Linked DNA regions of Zea mays: all the other regions are linked to region 1. A link is a contact called in public Hi-C data. All regions are on one chromosome and are shown on one strand. Each heading gives the region's core, a stretch centred on a gene start, on an enhancer-like site or on the middle of the called end of the contact. The rest is flanking DNA. Distances are from core to core; before and after follow the strand shown. Region 1 holds the start of LOC100501866. Region 2 holds the start of LOC103632727 (putative 1-phosphatidylinositol-3-phosphate 5-kinase FAB1C). Region 3 has its middle 94 kb from the start of LOC103632727.

The links. Hi-C and Micro-C count contacts between places; a contact is called where the count stands out from the background.
Region 2: a contact with region 1 is called in a Hi-C map of tassel, with 6 times the contacts expected there. The contact joins the promoter of LOC103632727 here to the promoter of LOC100501866 in region 1. A contact is called at or near these places in 17 of 25 Hi-C or Micro-C datasets (bundle sheath, ear, endosperm and 6 more).
Region 3: a Hi-C map of endosperm shows a contact between it and region 1, with 2.3 times the contacts expected there. The contact joins the enhancer-like site here to the promoter of LOC100501866 in region 1. A contact is called at or near these places in 4 of 25 Hi-C or Micro-C datasets (bundle sheath, ear, endosperm and 1 more).

The regions. Positions count from the first base shown.
Region 1 is chr7:113,944,981-113,948,430 of Zm-B73-REFERENCE-NAM-5.0, reverse strand. It overlaps LOC100501866, which reads right to left and starts at 1,722. Exons shown (of 2, transcript NM_001196507.2): 1 at 669-1,722. The coding sequence starts at 1,421. LOC107604626 reads left to right here and starts at 622. Exons shown (of 2, transcript NM_001323503.1): 1 at 622-1,409; 2 at 3,002-3,450. The coding sequence starts at 756. The coding sequence ends at 3,046.
Region 2 is chr7:113,722,087-113,725,536 of Zm-B73-REFERENCE-NAM-5.0, reverse strand. It overlaps LOC103632727 (putative 1-phosphatidylinositol-3-phosphate 5-kinase FAB1C), which reads left to right and starts at 1,538. Exons shown (of 11, transcript XM_008654468.3): 1 at 1,538-2,509; 2 at 2,966-3,450. The coding sequence starts at 2,244.
Region 3 is chr7:113,815,961-113,819,410 of Zm-B73-REFERENCE-NAM-5.0, reverse strand. No RefSeq gene overlaps it. Among protein-coding and RNA genes, the nearest start is that of LOC103632727, 94 kb to the right of the region's middle. Within about 2 kb of position 1,855, at least 20 of the 20 cell types and tissues checked have an H3K27ac peak or open chromatin away from gene starts, as enhancers often do. A contact at or near this core is called in bundle sheath, ear, endosperm and 1 more, where this site is marked.

The DNA of each region.
Region 1 (3,450 bases), core at 473-2,972:
TAGCTAGGTGCTGCATATATACGTACAGAACAGGCGAGAGGTCAGCTAAGCTAGCTAAATTTAGGGGCTAAATTTGCGAGCGACCAAACTGATAAAATGAAGTTTTCAGAGGAAACATCGGTGTGCGTGCAATGCAATGCAACGACACACGGAGACCTGGACCAAATGAAGACACGGCCTAGTAGCTAGAATAATCTGCCTTGATCAATCTTAGTTTGCGTAGTTAATTAACTGGTCAAGGAAAACCTACTTATCTTGCTCGAAACCTGGAGGAAGTAAGAAACGGTCGGACCAGCAGTTGCATTGCAGTTGTAGGTAACCAAGACTGACCAGAGAGGGGCTTACACGCACCAAGATACGCGCGGCGCGCGGGAGAACCGGTATTTGTGTGGAAACTTGCGTCGATCGTTGGATCGAGATCCGACGGCTCGGATTTATCAGCAGAGGTTAAGAAAACACGGGCATCCGTTTTCTGTGCCGCATCGCCCATCGGAAGAGACAGGACGATGGAGATTTGTTGGCACCAAACTCGATGGAGAGGCCCCCCAAGGCCCAAGCGCAGCGGACAAGCTTTTATAACTGACCTGCTCGCCTCTCTTTCCTTTCCCTCTCTCTCAGCTAGTCCTCCAAACCCCCACGTACTATACTACGTACGTTATTAACCCCACCTCCCCAGCAGCTAGCATCTCCTCGTCGCTAGCAAAGCAACACCCGAAGGCCTGCGGGCGCGCGGCGTGCGGCCACGCCACCGCGCCATGGGCAACGCTCTGGCGGGCAGGCGGCGCGCGGCCAAGGTGATGACGGTGGACGGCGCCACGTTCCGCTACAAGACCCCCGCGGCGGCGTGCGCGGCGCTGCGCGGCCACCCGGGCCACCAGCTCCTGGAGTCGGAGGAGGTGCGGCGGCTGGGCGTGCGCGCGCGCCCGCTGGACCGCGACGCGCCGCTCAAGCCCGGGAAGCTCTACTTCCTGGTGCAGATCCCCCGCGGCGGCGCCGGGGACGGCGACGACCCGCGCGCGCCGCGCAAGACGTGGTCGGGCGCGCTGCGCGTGGGCGCCCGCGAGCGCCTGGAGGGCCTGATGCTGTCCCGGCGCACCGTCTCGGACGTGTCGTCCATCCTGCCGCCGCCCGCCGCCGCGCGCCTCGCCGCCGCGTCGCCGTCGCCGTCGCCGCCGTCGTCCGTGGAGGTGGGCGCCGACGGCGCGGTGCGGCTGCGCATGCGCCTGCCCAAGGCCGACGTGGCGCGGCTGATGCAGGAGAGCCGGGACCCCGCCGAGGCCGCCGAGCGGATCATGCAGCTGTGCGTGGCCAGGGACCAGGGCGTCGTCGCAGCGCCGCCGCCCTCCGCGCTGATGTCCGGCAAGAACCCGGCGCCGGCGGCGGCTCCAGCGCCGGCGTTGAAGAAAGAGGTGAGTGGGCATGCATGCATGATCCCTTCCCTTGCAACAACAACTCCTCTGATCGAGTTGCAGCTTAAACACACAACTGCAAGGCCACCTATAGAGCTGGTTATAGGGAACAATTAACCAATCATTATCCCGAAGCCGTCCCGTGACACTAGTTGGACTTAGCTAGGAGTAGGACACGGGCAAAACCAAATGCGCAAAGACGACGGCGCATCGCGATCGTGCAACGTACTGTTGCGACGCAAAATCAATAGGAAACTTATGGGCGCTCAGCTCGTTTGGAAATTGGAAGACGACGACAATGGAACGGATCGGATGGGCTGTGGCTTCACTCTCGTGCTCAGCTTTGTTTTTGTAGTAGGTACTCACTGCACTTAACAAATCCAGCGTCGTGCGTGCATGCCAGCCCTCCTTGTACTACATGTCAACTAGATAGCCCAGCGCGTAAGCTTGCTTGCTTGCTAATGGGGTCCACGTCGCATGAGGGCGACCACACGCGTCCGGCTAATCGCCCCTGCATGTGCCTAAGATTCCGCGTCTGTGTTAGACTAACCCCCGTGTCCCCGTCCGAGCCATTGGCAATTTTGCCATTATCATTTGTGGGCTTCGCCAGTATGCCATCGGACCCACAAATCATAGACACAGACGGTCCCACCAGTCATAGACACGGGATGGCATAATAACAGGCAGCCAAATTTGAGAGTGGCAAAACAGCAAATTTCTCGTCCCCGTCCCGTCCGGGCCCCTTGGGATTATCATTCATGTTACGATTGGTGACGAGAGTTCACATGGTCTGGCCCACCCTACCCCCTCCGGCCAGGTGACGTTTTCAGACGTAGGCATGCCATCATCTTCCTCATGTCTTTCATTACTTCTACTGCATGTAATTTTTATTTCACTACGCTTACGAATGGTACATGTATAACGTGGTACGGTGGGGTAAAAGATGAGGCTAGTGTGTGTGGTTGCCAAATAAAAAGACACGTGCACCACTATTTCCAAAGAGATGGGACTGCACATCACGGTGCCTTAAAATAGTGTTTGCTCCTCATCTCCTCTTTGCTTTCCTAGTAATGAAAGGGGCCGCCCTAATAGAGAGTTGGTAGGAGTTATTAGTGAACCCGATTAGTTCAGTCAAATCGCGATAAACAAAACAAATCCTCAAGGGACACGGTCAGTCCTTGCAGCGTTTACTACCTCCTGACGTCGAGCTATATAAGTCGCTATTTAGCAACACGGACAAATTGAAGGACAATCGTGGACTGCAGCTTTGCTTCTTTTTTTTCTTCTTTTTTCTGGTAGCACGACTTTGCTTGGTGTTAGAAAAGGAAGGGAGAGATCGAGTACCGATAATACATAAGATTAGTGATTTGGTTCACGGTCGCAACGCTTTCTTTTCAAGGGAAACCGTTGGTTTGTCAAAGGGCTTTAATTTCCAACGACCCGTCCCGGCCCCAGTCACTCCGACTACACCAAATCAAACGATGCCTTTCTGTGCATCTGTTTACACATGCAAGGCGTCGATCGTGCTTTCTTAGCTTACTGTTAACCTGATTTCACATTCTGGATTTTTTTTCCCTGTCCCCTTGTTGCAGAAGCGAACAAGGTTCAAGGCAGTCCCAGACGAGATCATCGGATGACAAGCGGAAGCCTTGAGATCGAGTACTCCTGTTTTTTTTTTCTCTCTCTTCCCCTGCTTGATCGCTTGTTCATCGGCAAGATGCATGGGTTGCTGGGGTTATCTGGAACATGAGAAGCCGCTCTGGCTTCCTATCTAATCTCCCCAGCAATTCTCATCGCGTCCTAAGTCTTAGGCCAGTCGCCATCTACGTACTTCAGTCTTCGTTCTCTGTTTTCATAGGTATGGAAACGTAGCAGTATAGCACTGTAGTAGTTAATTAGGAAAGCAAAAAAAATGACGAAGAAAAATATGCTAGCAATATGTACCGTACTGGTGTGATATACATGGGGCATGTACAGCCACCTTGATCAGAGGGTCAGTGTGAATGAAACACTGAATCAGAATGTATATATTCTATGTTTG
Region 2 (3,450 bases), core at 289-2,788, 220 kb after region 1:
TCTAATAAAGCAGGGTCATGATTTGGCTGTATCCTAACAAAACTTGAAAACAATATTTAGACTACTTTTAATGGTGATTTCATGCATAGTGTGCCGCATCAGAAATTTGAATGGTATGACATAACATTTAAGAGGAATAAATTTTATGAGGATGAAATTAGTTTCATAGGAATTTTTGTCAACTCGTTTCTAAGACCTTAAATAACCGTGTAAAACCTCTATTAAAAGTGATTTAGTTACAATATTTTACTATTTTTTTATCGGTCATTTAGTTAATATGTTAGTGTGTGAAATAGTGAAACAAACTTTTATATTAAAAGACAATTTTTATTCTTAGTTTTATAACACTTTTGATGTTGTGATAATGTTAAAGAAGTATTACAAAATTTCCATAAAAATAGCCTCGGAGTAAAAAAAAGATGATACTGTATTTACTACTAGGGAAACATATCTATGCAATCAGTTATATTGGTGTAATCATACAATCAAATGATCTAGTGTATTCAATAAAAATCAAAAAAATCCAACGATGATTGCTATTTTAGATGGAAAAGGTTAAATGTAAAATAACAACTAGGTTTTAGGATTAGGTTGAAGGGGTTAAATATAAAATAGTAGTCACTGTTGAATTTTGATTGGATGTACCGGATCACTTGATTGCGCAATTGCACTAACATAACTGATTAGCACACATCCCTAACCTATAAAGACACGATAACCCCATGTGCCACTTCGTATGTGGGTCTCAATCACCGTACTTTATGTTTTATTTTTTTGGAATTAAGAGCCATAAAGAAGTCCCAATTACTTTATCGCTTGTCATAGAATATAGTTGGTTCCTCTTCGCTATTACTTTCAAAATACAGTGTAAAGGTGTGGGTATGGAAAGAAATAACACCGCGTAAATAGTCATTTCCTTATTTTATCCATCCATTTTTTGAGCACATATAAATTTGTCTTTAAAACATTGAGTATATATTGGCTATATAGTTGTGTGCTTTATGTTTTTTATATAGACAGTAAAAATTCAATAATTCATGTCATATAAGTTGCCGTTTGGTTAGCGTATTTATAACGTGATGGAGAACTGATAACATTATATCATGTTTGTTTAGCTTCAATCGTAATTAAATATCACACTAGAAACTAATACCGATCTATTCAAACTTGTTACCACCGGTACTCGAGTGTAAATCATTACCGTTACTAGTTATATTACATTTCGTGAACTAAACAACACCTAAACCTTTTGCATTGACACAAGAGAATCGTACCATCGACACAAGAAAACAGAGTAGAAATGTAGAATGGATGGTGACCTGAATACATCCAACATATGTATCCTCTTCTCTAAGAAAAAGACCTTCCACTGTTGATTTTAGTTGGCTCACATTCCTCCTCTGATTTTAGTGGTAAAGAACGTCAATATATGAGTGCTAGTAAAAAAACAAGGCCAGGGGAAAATGGACGCTAGCCAAAGCAAGAAAGCCACCCGCCGTCCGCCGACGACAAGACGCACACGGTACTCATCACACAAACTTGAGAGCGGCAAAATAACAATTTTTTTTTTCTCACACAGACTTGAGACCCGTCCCCGTCTCATGCTTTCCTTCCTGGCCATCGAAACGGAGGGACACCGGATAACGAGCCAGGATTTCCACCGCGCGCGCCCAAGCGGTTAAATAAAAATCCCACCCGCCGCGGCGAGCGTCTGCCCGTCACTGTCCTGTATCTCTCGCAAATCTCCCACCCGCCCCACATAATAAGAACCGCCGCCGCCGCCGCCGCCGCCGCTCTTCTCCAACCTCCGTCTCTCCGAGCATGCACTCTGCGTTCTCGTCCTGCCGTCCTACTCGCTACGCGGCGCGGCTCTGAATTGGCATCTCCCGACCCCGCCTCTCGCGCGCCGTCCCCCCGTCCCCGCACCTGCCGAAGCTGAACCCCGGTCCCGGCGGCATTGCGCGCGCGCTCTCTCTTTCTCTCTCTCGCTGGAGGCGGGACCGCGGGAGAGCCGTCTCACTCAGCGGCGCCGCGGGCCGCTGGCCCTGCCGCACCCGCGCAGGGTGGTTGGTCCCGTGTCGGGTGTGGTGAGGCGCTGACTTGGACGGGACGCAATCAGCGGACGAAGGAAGCTTCGGGCGTGGCCGCGTCGCTTCGCCTCGTCTCCTGCTACTTGTTCGGAACTTCTCCATCTTTCCCCACAGTTGGTTTTGATCTTAGCGTGCCGTATCGCCCTATCGGGGATGGGGTTGCTGGAGTTCGCGGTGGGTAAGGCCAGATCCCTTGCCGCCGCCACTGACCTGGAGCAGCGGCACGTGCACAAGGGCGAGCTCGCGCGGATCGAGACGCGGCGGTGCCAGGAGGCGGGCCATGGCGTGACCACGCCCAAGGCCCAGGGGCCGGCTTCGCCCGTCGGGCCGCCCACGCCCCCGCGCCGCCTGACCGAGGCGAGATCTGGAGGCCAAGCCGATGCCGGCCCGCGCTCTCATCCTCCCGGCTGTGATACTAGGTAAATGCAAGTCTACCGCAGTTCTTACAACTTGCCGTAAATAGATACCTAAAAAAGTCAAGCGTTGCTTAAAAACATGGAAGTTTAAGTTGTCTGGTCGATTGACTGGGAACTGTATTTATCCTTCCTTTTTCTATGGACTTGAAACTGTGCTGTTTGGTTCAGTAATGATAATGGGATCTCTTACCGGCGGTAATGGTTACTAGTTATAATTGGAATGGTTACTAGAAAGAGCTCAACTAAACAAAAGTATCAGTATCCATTACCCCATGCCATTTGCGTTACATTTCGGCGAACCAAACAACACCGGCAGTGCCGGCGTGGGCAAGTTACAAACATATTGGCTGGCTAGGGCAAACACATGACATGTGTATATCTTTGTGATTTGTCAATTGTCTTTCTGAATTCTGATTGGGGTTGAATAACCTTTGAATCGATTTTTGGCTGTGGATGCAGGCGAGTGGATGAGGAGGCTGCTGACGAGTCAGGGGCCCAGTTTGCAGCCTCTGTGACTGACTTCTTACATGACTTCTCAGATACCGAATCTAGTGTTAGTAACTCCATGTACAGATCAATGACCCCAAGCCCCACAGGGAGTCCTACTTGTGTGGTGAGGCTGGATGATGCTTCAGATCATGATGCAACAACATTGACTGACTCAGACGATGCACGTGAGCTAGTCAGCGCTGCTAGCATCTCTGGTGAAGGAGAACTCGTCAATGGATCACCACATATCGTTGATTTTGGTGATGCTATTTGGTGCCCACCACCACCAGAAGATGAGAGAGATGATGTTGAATCGAGGATATTTGGATCTGATGACGACGACGACGATGCTTTCTTAGAACCTAGTTGTTTCGGTGATAATAAAATAGCCAGTGGGTACGGTGCCTTTGGTGCATCTCAACAAGATGGTGTTCAGAATGATTTGCTGAAGCACT
Region 3 (3,450 bases), core at 606-3,105, 130 kb after region 1:
CCCAATATATATTATTAATATTTTTCTATATATTTGGTTACACTTTAGACACTTTACTTGAGAAATATACCAAAAATTGCAGTCTTTTTCGTACTACTAAGTTAAAGTATCTATATATTGTATATAAAAATATTAATATTTATACTATTAGATAAATATTATTATATTTATTGTAAGATATATTTTTGTAGTGTATTTATTTAATATTATAAATATTAATAGTTTTATCTGCGTATATTTTAGGTCAAACTTTGGAGGTGTTTGTTTCAGCTTAAAATTAGATTTTGGGCCTCAGAATCTGCTTCTGGCAGCCAAACAATTTGCTTGGTAGCTCACTTCTATGAGAATCGCTTTGGTGAAAATCGTCTAAATCAACGTGAACATGGAATCTGTCGAGTCATCACGGTGGGAGAAATATGTCACTTCCTAGATACGTAGGATCCACGATATTTAGATTCTCCACACAACCAAATTATTTAGAAATCCAGATTCTCATAAAAAGCTCCACAATGTTGCTGATTGGGCATCTACTACCCTGTTAATTAAGACGACTCTTAAGGAGTCTCTGAGGGTTAAGTGGGAAAAAAAATCAAGAGACCTCTTCGCTAATCCGTCTCTTCACTACTTTTTATATTTATTGTTTGTTAACTATATTTATGATGTAGCAACTGCATACAATCTCTTGGCTGTTTTTTGTATTTAGAAAACCATTATATGGTCTATATGCTGTACTTGCCTTACGGTCGAGGCCGGTCAACAAACAAAGGCAACTCTCACCGAGCCGGGATTTCAGGGTCTCATCTAGGCATCTGAACGACTGAACCAAACGAGTACCAGCATGGCCTCACCCCGAGGAGAGACGGGCAACAGACGAAGGAATGTTAATACGTGAGCCTAGTTATAGGCGAAGGAATCTCGCCGCCGGTCACGTGCGCGAGCCGGTGGGGGGGGGCAACCGGCGCGTGAATGCACGGCAGCACGGGCATCCTGAACGCACACGCACCTGAAAATGAATTATGAGCGATCCAGATCCATGCAGACCCCAGGCGCCGCCGTGGATCCGAATTCACTAGGCGAAGGCGTAGTCGTCCGGAGCTTCGGATCCGGATTCCGGACAGCCGCACGAATTGAACACGACAGTCGGTACATACCTGTAGTCCGTGCGAACACTGTACTCCTACGCAATTAGTATTAGCGTGCGTCGTCCACAAACGCAGAGAAACATCCTCACGAGTCACGACACGCGTCGTGCAGCGATCACCACGCCACCACGGTGTGTGTGTGGGGGGGGGGGGGGGGTGTTGTCCAGGTCCAGCGGCACACTGCAGACGCCACCACGGGGGGGGGGGGGGGGGGGGGGGGGGGGGGGGGGGGGGGGGGGGGGGGGTTGGCATGAGCTGACACGCCTTTGTTTTTTTTATACTGCCAAGTAACGTTCCGGTTAGGCGGTTACTAGTACCAACTTGGCAACATTCTAAAGCAAAGTACACAGCGCACAACGTTCTTTTTTTTTATGGTTCACAGCACGCTGGCTAGCAGCGGCCAGTCACATGACTTTCATCCAACCGTGTGCTTGCGCTGCCGCTGATGGGTCCTCCCTCCGCGTTTAACCACCACCGTCTGTCAAAACACACAGGCAGGCAGGCAGTAGGTGGCCGCCGGTGCGCACGCCCGGTCGCCGGAACCCGACGCAGTCCGTGCGCGTCTGCTTCACAGGCGGAGGCGCACAGTAGTACGCGTGAAGCAGTGGTCACGGCTGCTTCAGTGCTTCTACCGCCGGTTTAGATCCGGAGCGGTGGTACGGTACGGTGGGACGATGCCGCTCCGCGGTTCACGTATAATCACGTGCGCGCGGCAGCCGGGACCGGGGATCATGAGATGAGAGGCCCTGCCTGCCAGTGCCAGTGCCACTGTGCCAGACGAGAGAGCTGACCGGATCGGCGCGCGCGGCCGTTCGTTCACCCATCGATTCGGAGTTCACGCGCGTCGTGCCGCGGGGTGGGACGGCCAGCGCAGCGCGGGCGGCTTCGGAGCCCGAGACGAGAGGCCGAGGCGACGAGTCACCACCAAGCTTGGAAATGGGGAACTCGATCTTCTGCCCGCGTACCAACAGGCGACACGGGTTTCCCGTTCTTGGATTGGAGGGCGCCTCGCCTAGCCGTCTCGCGTCGCCGTCACGGTCACATGATTCCAGGTCTCATCATGTGAAACGAATGAAACCCCGTGCGTAGACGTCATGCGTGGCTGCATCTGCATGGAGCCTAGCCAAAACTCCTGATTCCACGGAGAAAGAACGAGAAGGTGCTTGCTTCGGTTCTGGGATTTCCCAGGACCTAAGGGCTTTTGGTGGAAGTGAAATTTGAGGGGATCAATGAGGATGCATTCGGGAATTTCTTCAGATCTTCTTCAATTCTCCTTCCACCAAATTAGTCTTAAAAATATTTATTATATACATCCAAACATAGAGTATGAAGAAAATCGACCATGGTTTTACCACTCCCTGGCTTGACAAAAACAAAAAGAAACAAGGAATCGAAGTTTTCTAGTTTATATTCCTGCCTTTGACTTGTCACGAATATAGGACAATGGACTTTGTGATGTTGTCATGTCATATATATATTCAACTACAAGTATATTTATATAATAACTCTCTGAGAATATGTATAACCCCATTAATTGAGGGGTCTCTTGAGGAGTCCTCAGGGGTTAAATGAAAAATAATCAAGAGGCAGGTTCTTCATAAATAGCTCATCTCTTCACGATTTTTTATATATTATTTTTTAACTGCATTAATATTCTAGGAGCTCGGGATTGCATGATGCAGTTTCTTAGTCATCTTTTCAACTTGGAAAATTGAGCAGGAGGCTCTACTGCTTAGGTTGTGCATGCCCTGATTAATGTGTCCACCTTTCTTTCTCACAAACTATCTTGGGGCGTGTGAGTAGCCCGCTTTTAGCCCAACTACTAGTGAGCAACAAGATTTTCCCTCTTTATATCTTTCTTTCTTTCACGTCATCATAAATCTAACATGATATCTCTTGTGACCCGCTTACATCACTTTATTATACTTTCTCTTAGGTAGAGGAACTGCCACGCATCACCGAGGAGGCGTCGACGCATCTGCACATCGAGCTATGGAGCACACGAGCGTGGATCCAGGTAGACGTTACGGCTAGGGATGGGGATTAGGATTGGGAAGAACCAATGTGGCTTGCCATCTTATATACATACTCTCTCATGTGTACTATTAGTTGTCGTTTTGGACAAGGTTTGAATCAAACTTATAAAATTTTGACTACAAATAACTATTTTATTATTTAGTTTTGAAACCTAATGTTTATATACTTTAATTTGTCTTAACATGTGCTTTATAAAAGTATAAATTTATTAAGAGTTTATTTGTATTTTAATTAAAAATATTGATCAAAGTTATATTTTTGAGACCGTGTC